Regions from separate parts of the Triticum aestivum genome. Here region 2 is linked to region 1. A link is a contact called in public Hi-C data. All regions are on one chromosome and are shown on one strand. Each heading gives the region's core, a stretch centred on a gene start, on an enhancer-like site or on the middle of the called end of the contact. The rest is flanking DNA. Distances are from core to core; before and after follow the strand shown. Region 1 has its middle 4.4 kb from the start of LOC123169860. Region 2 holds the start of LOC123165175 (disease resistance protein Pik-2).

Region 1 (5,059 bases), core at 1,068-3,567:
TCATCATCCCTTCCTCGCTGGAGCCGGGCAAAACTTGTTGTATAGACAGTCGGGAAGTCGTCCTGCTAAGGCCCCATAGGACTAGCGCAGCAGATTAGCAACCGCGCCAATGAAGAGTAGTATAGATCAGAAGGATCCAACCTGAAAACACAGCAACATAGATGAACGACGACTAGATCCGAGCAAATCCACCAAGTACAGATCCGTCGGGGACACACCTCCACACGCCCACCGACGATGCTAGACACACCATCAGGCCGAGAGCTAGGCAGCGAGAACCTTATTCCATTTTCAGGAAGCCACCGCCGTCTCGTCTTCGTGAACAGGAGACAAACCCAAACAAAGTTCAAAAAAACATTGAAAAATCAAGTTCTCTCGCTGGCAAGGGCCGGGATCCACCGCACCCCATGGCCCTAAGGCCACCGGAGACGCGGCGAACCAGCGGCGCGGCCGACGGGAGGCAGAGGAGCTTTTCTTAACATGCAAGATAGGACTCACGAAGAGAAGGAAAGCGGCTCTCTCTTCATAGATTTATGATTTACTGGAAAGAAGATCTACACTAATAAAAATGTTGAGGATACACGTCTTATTCAAACAAGCTATGTTCTTGGTTATTTAATGAAGTATTTTGGAACGGAGGGAGTAACAAACGAGTCGAGCCTGCACTGCACACGCACGTTGTTTGGCTACACAGACTTACGCGCAAGGTTGTGTTTTTAGTTTAAATTTAAACTGTTTTGGAACGGAGGGAGTAACAAACGAGTCAAGCCTGCACTGCACCCGCACGTTGTTTGGCTAAACAGATGTATGCGCAGGGCGGCACATGGGGTTTCTAAAAGTATTAGTACTTGTATTTTTTTTTCAGAAAACCTTTATGTGGAGTATCATATTCTGATTTTTAGTGATCTCTCTATATGCTAGTAGAAGTCAGATCCTCGTCAGTGTAAACCTGTGATCCACTGTCATCTCCTAGTTACCGATGGAGTGACGTAGAATACACATTTGTTTTTTCTGCTCCGATCTTATCCGGATATCAATCTAAATTTACGCAGCAGAGGCCAATCTAGCTCCTTAGTAGCGATTGAGTATCTTTATTATCTTCATGCATGGATGACATCAATCGTTCTAATTAAAAGGCAAGCTACAACACCAAATAAAAAAATCAAGCTAGGAAAAATTTGCCCTTGAAACAAAATGAAGTATGAGCGGTCCAAAATAATTTGGAAGCCAGCAGAGCTAGCTACTAGCAGCACCTATAGCAAGCAAGCAATCAAAGGCTTTACCCTTTCTCCTTTCCGAGCAAGGTGCGTGCATGCACAGCTGCACATGCACATGCACATGCGACTTCTTTGCCCGTCTCCGTACAATCCGCACGCGGCGCCGGCCACAAACAAAGTCCTCCGGCCGATGGATCGACCGCCGGCCGCCTCGTCGTATCCCATCCTCTGCGCGCGCTTTGCGCTTTTGCTCGCAGGAACCGCGTCCTCTGAAGCCCACTGATGATCCCAGCAAGCATCCATCCATCGGGCGATCTGACCTCGGAATCACTTCTCAGCAGGCAGGCAGGCACTTGCAGAATATTTCCGACTGATGGAATGGAATGGCATGGAGAATTGGGAATCTGCGGCTGCTTTTGAGCTTTGGTTCATAAACGGATAAAGCGCACGACGAAACGGAGGCGCAACCGTACGTATAACCAGAATGACTCGTCGTGAGATTGCCAACAAAGAAAGAAGCAAGCGCGTTCAATGAAAGTACGATGCGTTTGTCTTGTCCGATAGTACAAGTGTGGTCGAGTTGCAGATCCAAGTAGCAGGGCAGCACTCCTGTTTGAATTGCTACTCCTGTCTAGCTAGCTACACCTTGGTATCTTGCATCGGCTAGCTTGGCCCCTAGCCGGCCCTTTTCGTTTGCCGACCTCCGGCGAATGCAAAGGTCGAAAGCAGCACTCGTAAGGCGCAAGCGACTAGTCGAACGCGCGCGAACCCTCCCGCTCCAAGCCAGCTGCGCACGCCGTCGCTCTCCGCGATTCCTCTCCCGCTTTCTTTTCTCCAAGCCAGCTGCGCACGCCGTCGCTCTCCGCGAGTAGGGATCGATGATGGGCGATCACCTGCTCACATCCATCGGTCCCGCCCGCGGCCATGTCCTCCTTCCTTTGGCGCGACGGCGACGCCGGTCCATGGTGTAACGCAGCTTCTTTATGCGAGCCGAAGCACAGCGACATGGGGGTGGATCGTCGTCGCAGTGGACAGCGTTGGCGCCATGGAAAAGATCGCTAGGTTTTCAACGTTGGAGCAGGACCGGCAGCTAGCCACACGGAGCGAGGGAGAGCGACGTACGTAGGGGCGCGGGAGGCCGGCCGGTCGCCGTCTTATCGGCTCGGGTCAGATCACGTGGAGGTGGCGTTCGCGCGCCACGTCTGTCCCCGGCCGAGCCCTAGCCACCGTCGTTGTCGGCGTGGATGAGGTGATCGGATCCGCTGCATGCCGTGCGTGGCTGAGCCAGAGCCGATCAGCAGCTGTCCAGGTGGAATTAGTGGAATCAAGGAGCTACTTCGGTAGATGAAAACGGAACCATGTTGTAGGTCTGGCGACGAACGGCCACGCTGTAACGGAGGGAGGACGGATGAATGGACAGTATCTGTCATAAACAGTAAAGTAACAGAGTGCACTTGCATTGGTTGATTGATTAGCGTAATCACAGGTTGTGGTTTACGTGTTCGCTGAATGCATGCCACCATGCTGTCAGATGTAGAGTCGAGCCCGCGCGCGCACGTCGTTGTTACGGCCATTTCTATATGCATGCATGGGTTTCAAATGATATTATTTTACCAAGACACTTTGGGAGTATCAATGGAAGAATGTCATTTTCCACTAAGTGCCCAAACACTACATGTTTAGCCATTTCTATATGCTAATATATATAAGTCAGATCCTCGTCAGTGTAAGCTGTTCTCCACTGTCATCGAAGACAATTTGCGAGCAAGTGACGTAGAAGCCGCATTTGTTTACTCTGGCAAGATCTTATCTTGATATTACCAGATCATACGTCAGAAGATGCTGATCTAGTTGCTAATCACTTTGCGGGGATGGCATCTCGTCTGAAGCCCACTGATGATCCCCCACACATGATTAAGCAAGCATCTATCCATCGGCGATCTGACCTGGAATCACTTCTCACAGAATATGTTTTCACCAATGGAGAATTGGGAATCTGCGGCTGCTTTTGAGGTTTCGTTCATAAACCGCACGGCGAAAGGGAGGCGCAACCGTGTAACCACTATAGCATGCGGCTGCCAGCAGCAAAACGACTCACAGGCATATTCTGCATGGACGGGGAGTTTTGAATTCGGTGACAAATCCAAACTCATTCGCGAATAATCTGTAACCGTACAACTACAAAACAGAACACAGTGATGTTGGGAATATGCAATGAAATATTGAGTATGAGTAGGAAGATAAAAATGCCAAACCTTTCCACCCAATGCCGACCAATTGCTTAAACCATAGGCAACAGGAAGGTGCATGCATGTGTGCGTCTTTGTCTCATACACAGACAAAGGGCAAATCGTGTGACGAACAAGCCCTCGACGTGGCACATGCATGCGAGAGGAAGAAAGGAGAGAGCAAGCTTCCGCTCTACCCAATCGATCTGGCCCTCCTCCTCCTCCTCCACCAGTGGGAGGCCTCCAGCTCAATACTTAACCCAAAAAGAAGGCGTCACTATTAACGCACGCGGTGCTCGAAGATTAGATTAGTACTGCCTCCGTAAACTAATATAAAAACATGTTAGACGTCCTCTAATTGTTGTTGCAAGTTTTTACGTGGTTTGTATAGGTTTCTAGCAAGAACGTTTCTTACCTACGTAAGACCACAACGTGATATGCCAATTTCTATTTACCCTTCATAAGGACCCTTTTCATCGAATCCGTTCCGACTAAAGTGGGAGAGACAGACACCCGCTAGCCACCTTATGCAACTAGTGCATGTCAGTCGGTGGAACCTGTCTCACGTAAGCATACGTGTAAGGTCGGTCCGGGCCGCTTCATCCCACAATGCCGCCGAAACAAGATAAGACTAGTAGCGGCAAGAAGAATTGACAACATCGACGCCCACAACTACTTTGTGTTCTACTCGTGCATAGAAACTACGCATAGACCTAGCTCATGATGCCACTGTTGGGGAACGTAGCAGAAATTCAAAATTTTCTACGCAACACCAAGATCAATCTATGGAGTAATCTAGCAACGAGGGGAAGGGGAGTGAATCTACATACCCTTGTAGATCGCGATGCGGAAGCGTTGCAAGAACGCGGATGAGGGAGTCGTACTCGTAGCGATTCAGATCGCGGTTGATTCCGATCTAAGCACCGAAAGAACGGTGCCTCCGCGTTCAACACACGTGCAGCCCGGTGACGTCTCCCACGCCTTGATCCAGCAAGGAGAGAGGGAGAGGTTGGGGAAGACTCCATCCAGCAGCAACACGACGGCATGGTGGTGGTGGAGGAGCGTGGCAATCCCGCAGGGCTTCGCCAAGCACCGCGGGAGAGGAGGAGGAGGGAGAGGGGTAGGGCTGCGCCAAAAGGAGACGTTCTCGTGTCCTTGGGCAGCCCAAACCTCAACTATATATAGGGGGGAAGGGGGCTGCGCCCCCCTTAGGGTTTCCACCCCCAAGAGGAGGCGGCCAGCCCTAGATCCCATCAAGGGGGGCGGCCAAGGGGAGGAGAGGGGGAGGCGCCCCACTAGATGGGCCCTAAGGCCCATCTGGACCTAGGGTTTGCCCCCTCCCACTCTCCCATGCGCCTTGGGCCTTGGTGGGGGGGCGCACCAGCCCACCTGGGGCTGGTCCCCTCCCACACTTGGCCCACGCAGCCTTCTGGGGCTGGTGGCCCCACTTGGTGGACCCCCGGGACCCTCCCGGTGGTCCCGGTACATTACCGATTTCACCCGAAACTTTTCCGGTGACCAAAACAGGACTTCCCATATATAAATCTTTACCTCCGGACCATTCCGGAACTCCTCGTGACGTCCGGGATCTCATCCGGGACTCCGAACAACATT
Region 2 (5,059 bases), core at 1,847-4,346, 180 kb before region 1:
GAAATTTTCTTTGCGGATTAGGTGCATTCCACTCCGCATTATCCAATATGGAGATAAAATTCTCCTCACTTGACAGCGAGCATATAAGGTCAAGCACCATATCATGTATACGGCAAGTTACTACTGTTCCTTCATAATTGGTTTCCGCTGGCTGGATCAAGCTCCTGTTCATAAGCTCGTTGAAGTAGCTCTTTCCGATCTCAAACAGCCTGGTTTCATCTTTGTCACATTGGATAAACCCTTCAGCAAGCCACCTCCATATCAGCAAATCTCTGTTAATCTCAAAGTCTTCAGGAAAGATGCTTAGATATAATAAACAAGGCTTTAGATGGGATGGCAAATCATAATAGCTGAGTGATAATATCCTCTTCATGTCCTTCACAATACCACCTTCTGTAACTCCACGGCCCATCGAACTGTGCACATGCATCCATTCTTCTTTCTGCTTTATCCTTTGGTTACTGACTAGAAGGCTAGCTATTGTAATGATGGCTAATGGTACTCCACCACATTTCTTCAGTATCTCTCTTGATACTGCTTGCAAATCTTCTGGACATTTCTCCTCGCTTTGAAATATTCTTCTATGGAAGAGTATCTGTGAGTCTTCATCAGAAAGAGGTTTCATTTGGTGAATCATGTCATCGCTGGAAGAGAGACATGCTTCAGACACACTCACATTACGAGTTGTCGTGATTACCCGACTGTGGAGTTTGTTTTTACACAAAGCACAATTTATAAATCTCCAAATTTCTTCTTCCCATATATCATCAATTACGATAAGGTACCTATGCCAATAATTTTGATAGAGTTAGTTGGGAAGTCATCTATATAGTACAACTGAATTTTGTAAAAAGGATAAACTATAAGGTACTAAAGCAAACCATGGGGTTATATAACCAGTAAGGATATGCATGCAAAAATATTAAGAAATGCAACAGAAATTGCTTAAAAGTATACAGGACTAACAAAAATAAGGCAACTGCGCAAAAAAGAAAGAAGTCGAATTTGCTTAAAAAGAAATGGACTACTACAGATATAAAAATATAACAAACAAGGAAATGAAGATATGAAATTCGGTATATATCTCACTACTTGTTCTGAAATATATACAGACAAGCACTACGTGGTGCATACCTCTTATCCACAAGGAATTCTCTGATTTCCTTGATGAGGAGATTTTCATCCTTTGATGTATTATGAATGTCATTGAACTTTTCTTTGTTCAGGTCATAGAGTAAGTCCTTGAAAACTTTCTTGATATCAGGGTTCTGTCCTACAGGGACAAAAGCCGCACATTCAAACTGGGCTTTGATCTTCTCATAAATTGCTTTGGTGAGTGTAGTCTTGCCCAGCCCACCAACACCAACAATAGAGATCGTCTTCAATTGCTCCTTGGAACTCCCATCCTCACAAATCAGTGTTTTGATAAGCTCATCCCTTGTGCGGTCAACGCCAACAAGCTCCCCTACATCTTTGTGCAGAGCTAACACACGAGGGTCAATGGTAGCACCATTGCTAGTGCTACGAGTGTCAAGCTCGTACCTTCTACGCAGGTCCGCCAACTCCTTGGCAAGATCCTGAGCTTCTTTGATGGCATCACTGATTTGATGAAGTGCTTTGCCCTTGCCAAACAGTTTGGTGGTCTTCTTGAGAAACTTCTTGACTCGATTCCTCATGTTCGTAGGCTTGCTGCTTGAACCCTCATGCACACGCACCATGAAGTCGTCAACAGCGTCTTCCATGTCGCAAGACAGGTCTCTCACCTTGCCAGCCCAAATCCGGACCGGCTCCTCGAGCTGTTCCGACGGCACCTCGCCAACCTTGCGAAGTACGGCGTGCATCATCTCCAGCTCGTCTAGGAGCGATTGTACGCCTTTCTTTACTCGCTTCTCTAGGTTGTATTCTCCGACGAGCAGCTCGCCGAGCTTACGGATGACGGGGCCCATCGCCCCAGCAGCGACCTCCATATCTCGACCTTTTTTTGCCTTTGCTCTGGATCTACAGACGGCTACAGCTTTGTCCTTGCCGTGAAATTCTGCAATGAAAACATTATGTTTTTCAGAAGACAGAATGAGGAAAACCTGAACTTGATTGGTCGGTGGAAGTAACAGTACACTATGCGCCTATGCATTGCTTTCCTCCAAAGCAGAAGTAGAAGAAGAGTACCTTGAATGACAGCTCCTTCAAATCCAATGTGCTAAGTCCTTTGCAACAGTTACGCAAGGTGAACTAGTGAAGAAAAGATCCAGTTCTGCACATCATAGATTCACATCAGAATAACCAAAAATCCTACTGTAGTTGTTTTCAGAGGACCACCGGATGAGCAAAAGCTGGACATTTCAGGTGCGTGAAAGTAACAGCTCACGGTACTACTAATTTATTTATTTTGGAAAAGCTGGACAGAGTGAAAAGAAAAAAAAATGCAGCATCCCTCCGAGCTTGGATAGATACTAAGCTCTGACCACTGACCATTTATTCTCTTTACTTTATTTAATCTTACTTATTATTCCTTTTTCTTTTCCTGATGTACATACTTAACATTTTCACAATAATATAATTACAGAGTAAAAGTAAAAATATCCAGGAACCAGATTTTGCATAAAAATAGCGTATATAGCAAACAAGAGATTAACCAGGAGGGGAGAAACAGATCGAGCAAGATCTGACCCTCCCCTTGCTCTGGATCTACACGCACGGCTGTAATAGGAAAACAATCGGTTTCAGGATGAGCAAAAGCTGAAGTTGTGACGGACGGCACAAAAGAATGCATCACCTGGCTTGGCTCAATCAAGAGCAGGAGCTGAAGAAGAGCATCATCCGCAACACCGAACAGCAACTCTTCACCGCTGCTGAGCGAATGCTGAACAGATCGAACTCTGCAACTTCAAAACCAAAAAGAATGGGAAACAGAAGAGAGGTGTGCGCTAACTAGATCGAAAGAAATGTATGGACCAGAGGAGGGGAAGGAGACGAGTACAAGAGTACCTTTGGCGCTGTCGCCGTCGCCGTCGCAGATTGGGAGGAGACCCACTGTAGTCTAGTCGCCGCAGAGAGACCCGGAACGACTTGCGGTCGTCTCATCTCGTCTCATGTTTCCGCGTGTTAGCAGCAAGCAGCCTCCACTAACGTGTCCGTGTGTGCGGTTTTTCTTTCGGGTGGAAAAAGGTAGGATTTGGAGTTGGAGACAAAACTAGATACTCCAAACTTAATAATGTCCAGAAACTGGTATAATCCATAGACATTGTGAAAAAAATAAAGGAAAAATAAGAAAAAGACACATAATTTTTTTCCCGAAATGGAGGATCACCCCTAACTCTGCATCGACCAATGCACACAACCATCTCTATTATATTCCTAAAAACGCCGGTGCGTTGCAACGGGATATAAAACCTGCCCATATTAATGTGATTGTGTAAACAAATATTTATCAAATCATGCCCGTGATTTATCTTATATTTTGATGAGAAATTTGTTTATAACACTAGTAGAAAACGGCCCATTTGACCCGGTTCCAGAGGCCCTTTAGCCCCGGTTCAGGAACCGGGACTAAAGCCCAAACCCTTTAGTCCCGGTTCACTTACGAACCGGGATAGAAGGGCTCCACGTGGCCGCTGCGGGGCGCCCAGGCAGGAGGACCTTTAGTCCCGGTTGGTAATACCAACCCGGATCAATATGCCTTCACGCGCCAGCAGCTGGCAAGAGCTGGGGTTTTTGTTTTTGTTTTGGAAAGGGGGGAGGTTTGGAGGGTTAATTTAGTTTCATATTGTGTTAGCTAGCTAATAGAGGGAAGTGTCCTCTCTTATCTCTATGCTTGCTCGACGCTAGCTACTATACATATAGAGAGAAGTGTCCTCTCTTATGCTACTATAATTTTGTGGAATGCAACATAGAGGAAAACATTTCTACTTAATTAAACATCTAATTGCATAACAACTTCACTTCCAGTGCATAACAACTTGACATTGCTTAAACAGCTGCAGTACATAACAGGTTCAGCATACTGAACATAAACACTGACACTTATCTAACTGACACTCACCGCATTTCTTCATTTCTGCATCTCCTTCATCTTCTTGATGCGGTTAGAGTGGCGAATGCCGATGCGGATGTGGGTCTCCGCCTCGATTGGCATGCTCATGTCGCCGAGCTGCGGGATCCCCGGCGCCACCATGTACAGGTCGTCGCCAGCAGGCAGCTGCAGCTGCTGCGCCACCTCCCCCTCGCTGTCGTCCTCCACCTCCACCACCAGCTGCTCCTGCTCGTTGTCGTCCTCCACCTCCACCACCACGTCTGCACCTGGCTCCTCCTCCCCCTTGCTGGACTCTTCCTCCTCCTCCTCCTCCTCCTCCTCCTCCTTCTTCTCCTCCTCATCTTCATTGCTCTCTCCCTCGCTGTCAGAGTGGACAATCACCTGTTTCACTGCAGCTGGTACATCGACCACGACGCCGACGAGATCTTCTACTGGAGCTGGAGGGGCGCGACGGCGGGAGCGGTACTCATACCACCTAGCACGCTGCGGATCTGGTGAGTTTTCCGCTTCATTCATAGCCCAAAGGAAAATAGCGACATGAGGAATTCCACGGCCGCTGGGGAACATCATCTTCTTCTCATCATCCGTAGCCACGGCGATGAGGCCCCTAGCGTGGTCGACGCACATCTGCAAGCTGGGAAACCTATTGCAGATCTCCTCTACGTCTGCCCTTTTCTCTGAATCTCCCTTGCAGAATTTGCTGACAGTCTCCTCCCATCGATCTTGAGCACGGCGAAAAGCTCTTGCAGACGGCCTCTTCTTAGGCGCCATGGCCGGCGTCGAGAAGCGATGGGAGTGGCCGGATGAGTTGCTTATCCCCTGAATCAAGTCCAAGTGACCAAAATGTTATTTAATCTTATCTAGAACAATAAAAGCACAAAGAATTATTGGGTAACAAATGAATTGTGACAAATGATTATAAACAACGTTAGTCAGAAATATAACATGAGCCACGTGATACTGTCAAACTTGCCACTTAAGTGAAGTGTGACATATGATTATAAATGACGTTGGTCAAATATATAATCA

The links. Hi-C and Micro-C count contacts between places; a contact is called where the count stands out from the background.
Region 2: a contact with region 1 is called in a Hi-C map of leaf, with 4 times the contacts expected there. The contact joins the promoter of LOC123165175 here to the enhancer-like site in region 1. A contact is called at or near these places in 2 of 5 Hi-C or Micro-C datasets (both in leaf).

The regions. Positions count from the first base shown.
Region 1 is chr7D:65,796,494-65,801,552 of IWGSC CS RefSeq v2.1, reverse strand. No RefSeq gene overlaps it. Among protein-coding and RNA genes, the nearest start is that of LOC123169860, 4.4 kb to the left of the region's middle. Within about 2 kb of position 2,317, at least 3 of the 8 cell types and tissues checked have an H3K27ac peak or open chromatin away from gene starts, as enhancers often do. A contact at or near this core is called in leaf, where this site is marked.
Region 2 is chr7D:65,979,064-65,984,122 of IWGSC CS RefSeq v2.1, reverse strand. LOC123165175 (disease resistance protein Pik-2) reads right to left here and starts at 3,096. Exons shown (of 10, transcript XM_044582803.1): 1 at 2,986-3,096; 2 at 2,774-2,860; 3 at 2,167-2,229; 4 at 1,135-2,081; 5 at 1-785. The coding sequence starts at 3,081.